2 separate regions of the Mus musculus genome follow, and region 1 is linked to region 2. A link is a contact called in public Micro-C data. All regions are on one chromosome and are shown on one strand. The core of a region is the stretch at or near the end of the contact, and the rest is flanking DNA. Distances in the headings are between cores, read along the strand shown.

Evidence for each region. A called contact is a pair of places that touch in the nucleus more often than the background predicts.
Region 1: a Micro-C map of embryonic stem cells shows a contact between it and region 2, with 1.9 times the contacts expected there. The contact joins the promoter of Smurf2 here to the enhancer-like site in region 2. A contact is called at or near these places in 4 of 484 Hi-C or Micro-C datasets (Th1 cells, embryonic fibroblasts, embryonic stem cells and 1 more) and 1 of 115 datasets of contacts at active chromatin or transcription factors (effector CD8 T cells).

The regions. Positions count from the first base shown.
Region 1 is chr11:106,919,111-106,923,870 of GRCm38.p6, forward strand. Smurf2 (SMAD specific E3 ubiquitin protein ligase 2) reads right to left here and starts at 1,605. Exons shown (of 19, transcript NM_025481.3): 1 at 1,071-1,605. The coding sequence starts at 1,122.
Region 2 is chr11:106,663,945-106,668,802 of GRCm38.p6, forward strand. All of the region lies in intron 14 of Pecam1 (platelet/endothelial cell adhesion molecule 1), which reads right to left. Among named protein-coding and RNA genes, the nearest start is that of Pecam1, 49 kb to the right of the region's middle. Within about 2 kb of position 1,562, at least 77 of the 459 cell types and tissues checked have an H3K27ac peak or open chromatin away from gene starts, as enhancers often do. A contact at or near this core is called in Th1 cells, effector CD8 T cells, embryonic fibroblasts and 1 more, where this site is marked.

The DNA of each region.
Region 1 (4,760 bases), core at 355-2,854, 260 kb after region 2:
TTTAGTGTGGGCAAACATAATTACAGCTTATCCTTCGCTGGCGCAAATGCATATGAACCAACTACAAAATGCCGTCTTCTTCACCACACATCTGAATATAAATGTGGACAATTTACTTGCTGTGAATGACGTGACTAGCTAGCAGAGGGACAATAGTTTCAATTACACGCTTTAAACCAAACGCAATTTTTCCTTAAAAGGAGGGGGACGTTGACCACGGAAGAATATCAGAAGTGGCATCGTAAGCAAATTATACCTGTAATATGTTAACAACTCCCTGCAGCTGGGAACATTAAACAGTCTTTCCCAAATCCCTCTGAGCATTCCTTTCCATTTAGAAAGAGGGTGAGAAGTGTGGAGAGGACTAGTGAAAGTTAGCTTAAAAGTTCGTATGCGTCCAGACTGAGAAACACATTGCAAAGCAAGGGATTCTAAACCAGGTCTGGAGTTAAGACATGAGCAACTAGTTCTGCGGCCTACAAGGAACAACCCCAAACATGCTACCCTACAATCAAACAACTTCCAAAACACAGAGTGTACAATGAGCCGGGAGTCGTGGGATCAGGCAGACACGCCGGAAAAGCCAACCACAGTCTCGGTCCCTCCCTCCCAGAGACGTGCGTTTAAGGTGTGTGGCACTGGCCACAGAGGTTGGCAGCACTGGAGAGTAAAGGTTTCACTGCCGGGCATAGGTAGGTGTCCAAGTTAACAACCCGGGAACACAAGCACTCTCCCGTTAAGCACTCACTCCATGTTTAAGGAGTGTTTACCGCGCGCAGTCAGCAACTGGATTCAGTAATCCCTTTCCCGACCCCACCTGGGCAGGAGCCCAGGGGCTGCTCCTGTGACCCCAGGAAACGAGACTTCAGGACCTCAAATCCGCCCTCCACGGGAGACCCACGGGCCACACACTGGGCGTTCTGAAGAATTTCCCAACCCCAGCTAAGTGGTTCTCCAATGACTCCCTAAACTAGGCCTTCCCACGCCCGGATTCCCGTCCAACGCCACCACCGACCGCGACCCCGGCCCTCTGCTTGCCCACAGGCGCCACAGCCGCCCGCCCAGCTCACCTGTCAGGCGCAGCTTGACGGGCCCGTTCCTCCGGCCTCCGGGGTTAGACATGTCCCCAGCGGCGGGGGAGGTGGCGGCGGCGGCGGCGGCGGCGCTCGCGGCCGGCGGGCCGGCGGGCGGGCGGGCGGACTGGGCTGGGCTGGGCCGACGGCGAGGCGCAGAGGAGTCACCACAGCGGCCGGGGCCGGGGTCCGAACAGCCCGCGCCGCGGCCGCCAGGGCCGGAGGGTCCCGGATGTGCCGAGCGCCGTCGCCATGAGCCGCGGAGGGAGCGGGACGCAGAGCTCCCCCCTCCTCCCACTTCTGCTTCCTCGGCCCGGGCCACACAACAAAGCGGCAGCCGCGGCCGGCCGCGCCGCCTCCGCCCCGCGCCCCCGCCGCCTCTTGTCCTCGCGGTCCGCCTCGGTCTCCCCTTCTCGGTGCCGCGAGGCCTGGGAGCGGACGGTGCGAAGTCTGCTGAGGCGGGCGGGTGCTCGGCCGCTTCCTCCTCCGCCCGCCCTCTTGTCTGAGAGAACCCGGTCCTGGGGCCGCAGCCGCTGCCGCCGCCGCCGCCGCCGCCACTCGTCGGCTCCTGGGGGCGGGGAGGAGACGGGGGCGGGGCCGGCGGGCGGGGCGGGGTTGCGGTGGGCGGGGCCGGCGAGGGGGCGGGCTTGTGGGCGAGGTCTCCTGCGCCTGGGGCGCCAGAGGAAGGCCTGGCTCCGCGCGAGCTGCGGGCAGCGCGTGCGCCACGGCCCAGACTGGGCCCCGAACTACACCGCCCGGCGGCGCCGGCTCGATGGCACCAGAGGGGCCTACTGACCAGCTAGCTCACTGAAAGATCGCCTGTGTCCCTACAGGGCAGAATGCCCGAGTAATACTCCCACTGCGCGCTCTGAGAGGCTGGCGAGAGTAAAGTTAGACCCAAGTCCGAAGAATTAATTCGCCAAGATGCTATTCCCACATCGAACGCTCCAGCAAATTCCCAGGAGTGCTTAGCTCTGAGTATTGTAATTGCCACCTCCACAGGCTCACCTGGTGCTCCATATCCGGTTACCTACCTGCTCGATTCTTCCCCCAACCCTGCCCAGGACAAGCATAGGGAGATAATACAAATGCGGCCAAAGACTGTGAACAAGATAGGTGGATATAGTGTGGAAAGCTCACGCAGTACTGTATTTTGCTGTCCCAGGAGGAAAAAAGAAAATGAATAGGACTGTAACTCTGACGCGGTGACTTACAACTAATAAGAACTTATTCTGGACAAATAAATAATGCAGGTTGTTTTGGGATTTTGTTTTGCAAGGTTGGGGTGAGAGTGCAGCCTAATAGTGAATTGTATTACATCAACTGCAACACATTTTTATGCAGCCATCTAAATGGCAATTGTGGTAGCCATGTAACATGTCAGACTTTATATGTAATGCAGGGTTTAAATGGAGAATACAAGTTTTATGTGCACGCAAGAGTAATAATGCAAACTAAGGATAAGAGTGTGGATTTGTGCCGGGCAGTGGTGGCGCATGCCTTGGGAGGCAGAGGCAGGTGGATTTCTGAGTTCGAGGCCAGCCTGGTCTACAAAGTGAGTTCCAGGACAGCCAGCGCTACACGGAGAAACCCTGTCTCAAAAAACCAAAAAAAAAAAAAAAAAAGAGTGTGGATTTATATCCATGTTAGCTTTGCTTTAAAGCTGTTATAACATTAATGCCGTTTAAACTGTTCATTGAAGCCTAATACATTTTAATCCTAAAACATTGCAAATGGTGACTTAAAATCTACCAGTTAAGACACTTCATTCTCCAGGTGAAATCCAAGAGCGTTTCATCGGTCTAAAAACACTCCTACGGATTAAAGTGATCCCAAAATCATAAGTTCTAGCAGTAAGACTTAAAATACAAGGGACAGCTCTAAAAATTCAATCAAGAAATACTAAGTGCTTATTATTCACAAAGCAATGAACAGGGCCCTTAAACACTTCTTTGTGCAATGTAAGATCTGAAGGCTCAGGAAATAATTCCCACAAAAGTTACTGTGGCGATAGAACAATTGCTACATCACTGTTTCAAACGCTAGGCTGAGACAATAAACTGAGCAGGCTGATGTATGCACTCTTCCTTTCCCTGGTTCTTATGGCCCACACTTTGTTCCCAACCACCCACTAGCATAATTTGTAGCTTTGTATTGGGAAATGGAAGTTAAGATTTCAGAAAATGGTCGGAAGCCTAGCAGGGGGTGGGAGGGTGGAAGACTGTTGTGAGTTTTAAGCAATACCTTCACATATGTGGCGGCTCAGGGAAATGGGCATAGGTTCAGACAATTCCGTTTAGACTTCCCTAAGAATAATGCTTTTAAACCATTCAGTCAGGGCTGAAGAGATGGTTTGTTGCTCTTGCAGATAATCTGGGTTCATCCCAGCACCCACAAGCTAGCTCACAACCATCTATAACCCCAGTTCCAAGGGATATGATGCTCTTTTCTAACTTCCATGGGCACCAAGCATGCATGCGATACACACAGATACATTCAGGAGAAGCATTCATACACACAAATAAGTCTTTTAAAAAGCTCAAAATATAAATAATAAGCAAAACCATTCAATATGTTGATAACCTCTGTGTAATGTTAGAAGTCAAATCCAGTGTCTTACACATGATAGGCAAGCATACTACCACTGAGCAACATCTATAATAACACTGTATTTGTTATTTTAGCTTTTATTTTACAGACAGGGACTCACTGTGTAAGCCTTGCTGGCCTGTAACTTACTATGTAGACCAGACTGGCTGGAAATGGACAGAGATCCATCCAAACCTACCACCACGCCCTTTATTATACTGGTAGTAATCTTTTTAAAGCTGGGTACGTGGATGTTTGTTTTATTGTTGTTTTCCTTAACACATTAAATCTTTAATATTGACTTTAATTAATAAATAAAATAAAGATTTTAGAAGACAAAAAAATAATAAAATCAAAAGGACTAATGTTAATAGGAAAGCCACTTCCAATAAATCTCTTGACAAAAAAGCCTCACCAGTGTAGGCCCAAAACAGAGCTCTCTGAGCCAGAAACCTTCAAGTAAAAAGGAGTTTTTATGCACATTCCCCCTTGGCTATTTCGTTAGTACACATTATATAGAAACTATGCAGTGGACTATCATCTGATACCTAGAAATTGGTAAGGAAAAAGATGAAAAGTAGGGATATTAATTATATGTGTTTAGATGTAAAAACTTTCAGGAAAAGAAAACAGCATTGAACAGAAAGAAATGGCCATTCTCTCCACAGCAAAATATTCCTATGAGAATTCATTCATCCAGCTAATGGTTTCTTAACTCCTTCTATGTAGTGGATGCAGTAATAGGCTTGGACTGAGATTTTTAAAAAATAATAATATTTAAAGATCAGTCTAGTGGCAGAAAACTATTAGAATAAGGAGAAGAAGAAGTCTGGAGATAAGGCTCAGTGGCTAGAGTGGTTGTCTCAAATTCTCAAATATACAAAGACCTGGGTTCAACCCTCAGCTTGCAAAAAGCCAATATAGCACAGGACATCATTGATTATATAGTGAATTCAAGGTCAACCTGGGCTACATAAGATTAATAATAATAGGGGGCTAGAGAGATGGCTCAGTGGTTAAGAGCACCGATTGCTCTTCCAGAAGTCCTGAGTTCAGTTCCCAGCAACCACATGGTGGACTCACAGCCATCTGTAATGG
Region 2 (4,858 bases), core at 312-2,811:
AGAGAGCAGGAAGCTCTGCACGGAAGGATCACATCACTGCCTGCATCACTGGAAGAGGAGCCTCACCACCAGATGGGAGGCTGGGGTAGGATTTGCCTCTTCGCACAGAGTCAGACTCTCCCGCCCATCCCAGGGACTGACTCTGTGTTGGGGCTGATTCTCCAGGTCTGGTGGAAACAGCAGCAATGAATACCTCATGTGCTCTCTGGGAAAAAAGTTCCCATGTGCTGGGGGCAGGGTAGGGGTGGGGACAGGGTAGGGGGTTAGGGGTTGGTGGCTGCTCTTACAGATGGTAAAGGTCATGGCGAGAAAGCCAAGAACAAGGGTGCAGGCCAGCTGGTTAAGTGCTTGCCTGGAACACATGGAGCCCTGGGGCTGACCCCCAGTATCATAGAAATTGGTGTGGCAGCACGGGGCTTATAAAGTCTGGTGTTAGGGAGGTGGAGGCAGGAGGATCAGGAGTTCAAGGTCATCCTCAGAGAGAGAGAGACAGACAGACAGACAGGCAGAGACACAGAGGAAGAAGAGGTGGAAAGATAGAAGGCAAAACCAAAAAATCCTAAGAAACAAACAAACAAAAAACCCTTTGAGCCTTGTGTGGTAGCTCTCTTTGTAAATCCAGCAGTCAAGCTGCCAGGCAGGGGGATTACCAAGAGTTCCAGGCTCTGTCACAAAACAACAAACAAATAAAAACCTGCTTTCCCCAAGTCTACTTCCCCTTCAAACCCTGTCATATAATATTCCATTGTTCCTAGTTAGAGGGAACAGGAACCGCTGTCCCAAAGGGGCCCCTCTTCTATTCTAGCGGGACAAAGGCAGTTGGCCTCTCAAAAAATCTGTACATCAGCCCAGGCACCGAGCAGCCACTCTGTCAGCCTCCACACACCGAGGGAGGCCATGACAGCTCCTCCTGGCCCAGGTCTCCACAGGGGAGAAGAACCCCATGTCCCGGCCTCCCCCACCCAGCCCACGTTCTCCAGAAGCAGAAACAAAATGTGACGTGTTAAAACTCTGCATGGCAGCCAGGCATGGTGGCGCATGAACACCTTTAATCTCAGCATTGGGGAGGCAGAGGCAGAGGCAGGTGGATTTCTGAGTTAGAGGCCAGCCTGGTCTACAAAGTGAGTTCCAGGACAGCCAGGGCTACACAGAGAAACCCTGTCTCGGAAAAACAAACAAACAAACAAAAAACAAAAACAACAACAACAACAACAAAAAACCACACAGGAGCTGGTGAGATGGCTCAGCAGTTAAGAGCGCCGACTGCTCTTCCAAAGGTCCCGAGTTCAAATCCCAGCAACCACATGGTGGCTCACAACCATCCGTAACGAAATCTGATGCCCTCTTCTGGAATGTCTGAAGACAGCTACAGTGTATTTACATATAATAAATAAGTAAATAAATATAAAAAAAAAAAAAACAAACCTCACAAACCAAAAAACAAAACTCTGCATGGGAGAAGGCAAGACTGATGGCAGGCAAGTCTGGGCCCACTTGGAGACTGTTTCTTTGGTGGGTAATGTTACACGATGGGGCACGGCGTAAGGTACTTTCCCCTCCTGCGTGTTCAGGCAGGAAGTGCCACCCTGGCAGTACCTGCTGGCCCAGCTGGCTTTGGGCCACACAGGATGGGTGGGAACCAACTTTCAAGTGTTCTTCTCTCCCTTCAGAGGACTTAGCCAGGACCCCACCCCCACCCCCACCCCTGCTCCTATTTTTTCCTTTTTAAATGTAGAAACAACAGAAATTTATTGCTCAGAGTTCTAGGAATGGGGGGAGGGGGTACAGGGGGAGGGAGGGCAAGATGAAGCCCAGGGCTCAGAGACCAGAGAGTGTTCCACCCTTAGACATGGTGGCTTCCTGCTGAGAGGCCTCTTCTCCTTAATTTAAATTGATGTAGGGTCTAATCCTGGCCCAGTCTAGCCTCAGATTTGCAGCAATCCTCCTGCCTCAGCCTTTCAAGTGCCATGATGTCCAGGTCAGGTTCTTTCTTGATGGTACTTCCTGTCATGGCTATCCTCTTGGTAAGGGGCAGTAAGGAATGTGAGAAAGATGAGGGATTTCTGCCCACTCGCTTCCCACCGCCCCCAGCCCCATTCACACATCCTGAGCTGGGTCTGGTGGTGCACAACTGTAATGACACCATTTGAGAGGCTGCCACAGGAAGGTTATGAATTGGAGGTTAACTGAACTGTCTTAAAGAAAAGGAAAGAAAAGGAGATGGGGTAGGGAGGAACTGGAAAAGAAGATGAAAGGAAAAGATCCTGGAAGTCTGAATTCCACACAAAGAGAAAGCAAGGGTGAAGAGGGGTGGAGTAGCTGACGCTTGGGTGGGGAGTGGGGGTGCCCAACTGATACAGAGCTGGGGCTGAGAGCAAGACTTGGTTTCCTTTACAGGCCAGAGGTGTGGGTGGGACCAGGTGCCCTGGTCAGCTCCTGAGGTGGACACAGAGAAAGCAAGAGCTGGTGTCTGAGGGAGCTCTCCTGGTGGACAGGCATAGAAGCTGGTGTCCTCTAAGCCAGGGCTTCTCTGTGTTCATCCTGCTGACATTCTGGGCTGGGAACTCTTGACCGAGACTGACTGTACCACGAGATGTTTCATAGCATCCCTGACTCCTACTCACCAGACTCATCAGGACTGCTCTCCCTACACCAGGTTGTAGCAACCGTGCATGTGTGCTGAGCTGGGGGTGTGACTCAGTGGACAGACATCTAACTGGCAGGCCTGAGGTCCTGCGGGCCGACTCTCCAGCACTGCAGGCCACCACCATGAAACGAAACCCCCTAGAGCTCAGGCATATCACAGATTATCCCGCATGAAGTCTGAGGTCAATGGAGTCCAGAGTTAAGTGACAGACAGAAATGTATACAGCCTCGGCCTGGCCTACTCTCTCTTACAGTTCACCGCTGTGCCCTGAGAGACACACACTTAACGGTTCCCTCTTCTGGTTAAGGTGATTCATTCATAAACTGGAACTAGAGCCACTGACTGAGGCTTGTGAATTCTAACCTCAGGAAAGTAATATAAAAGAAGACGTAAAGGCTTAGAGAGGTGGCTCAGTGGATAAGGACACTGACTGCTTCTGCAGAGGACCCAGGTTCGAGTCTCCGCACCCTTGTGGCTACTCACAACTAAACACCCGTAATTCCAGTCCCAGAGTATCTGACTCTGTCTTCCAGCCTTTGTGGTACCAGGCACCAACGGTACATACATGAAGGTTTTTGTTTTTCTTTTTCAAGTCAGAGTTTCTTTTCTTTTTCTTTTTCTTTTCTTTTCTTTTCTTTTCTTTTCTTTTTTTTTTTTTTTTTTTGAGACAGGGTTTCTCTGTGTAGCTCTGGCTGTCCTAGAACTCACTTTGTAGACCAGGCTGGCCTCGAATTTAGAAGTCCGCCTGCCTCTGCCTCCCAAGTGCTGGGATTAAAGGCGTGCAACACCACGCTCGGCTAAGTCAGCGTTTCTTTGTGCAGCCCTGGCAGTCCTAGAACTCGCTCTGTCCTCGAACTCACAGAGATCCGACTACCTCTGCCTCCTGAGTGCTGGGATTAAAGGGGTATGCACCATAGCCCGGCTAATATTTTTTAACTAAAAGGGAAAATAACTTTTAGAATGCTGAAAGATTAAGTTTGCATCTAAGCGACAAGGAAAGACCCAGAAATGTGACTCAAGGGCAGATACTCAGGAGGACTGGCTTCCATCCCCAATATCAATCAATCAATCAGTCAATCATGGGGTGGGTGGTGGTGACCATCAACAGCATTGGCCTCATTCCTCCACGGAAACTGAAGATTAAACCAATAACATAAAAAACAAAACCCACAGATTACTGCTGAAGAACGGCCTCTTACTTGTTCTGATTACAACCAACGCATATTCTTTCCTTCCCTTTGGCCTCTCTAGATTTGGCTCCTCTCTTGCTCTCTCTCTCTCATTCTCTCTCTCATTTGAATAGGGTCTCAAGAGGCCTGGGTTGGAGTTGGACTTTCTATTTACCCGAGGATGGCCTTGAACTCCCCATCTTGGAAAGCATAGTTTCCTCCTCGAAAGCGCGAAAGCGCTAGCATCACAGGCATAGAGTTTGTTTATCTCTACTTTGTTAGTTCTGAGAATGCCTGCCCTCCCCTCACCGCTCACACTCAGCCAGGGGACAGGCTGGCATTAGCGCCTCACGCAGCAACAGGAAAGGACAACGTTCAAAGGTCTAGAGGTGTTCTTTTTGTTTTGTTATTTGTGGTTGTTTGTATTTCTCCGAGACAGGGTTTCTCCGGGTAGCCCTGGTTGCCCTGGAACTCCCTCTGTAAACCAGCCTAGCCTTGAACTCAGGGATCCGCCTGCCTCTGCCTAAGAGGTTCTTACCTAAGAGCCCATTGCTAGGGCAAGCTGGTGTTAGTGGGCTGCAGAGAGACTTAGCAGACCCTGAGGGGGGCTCTGAATGTTTGAGTTACAAAACCCATCACAGCCCTTACCCTCCCAAGATTCACTGTAGTGTATTTCTGCCTACTTTTATAGTCGTTCCTGTGCCAGGGTCACTCTGTCCATCTGTCGGACGAGACCAGAGCCAACATCAGGGGGCCCAGCTATGGAGCTTTCCATGACAATGGCACAGAAAAATGTCCAGGCTGGATCCTGGCCAGTGCGAACTCCGGAGAAATGAAGACAGGCAGACCCTGAGATCTAGGAAGTTCTGAAAACATCTATAGAATCTGAGTGTCGACAGAGAGATGAGGGTGAGTTGAGGATTAGACTCGGGTTAACCCTTAAAGTGACTACACCCCAGGTGTGTCCAGGCAGACAGAGCTAGAGGGGCCAAGGCTGAGGGGCTGCTCTCTATTTCCAAATGCCAGGAACCTGAAACGATTA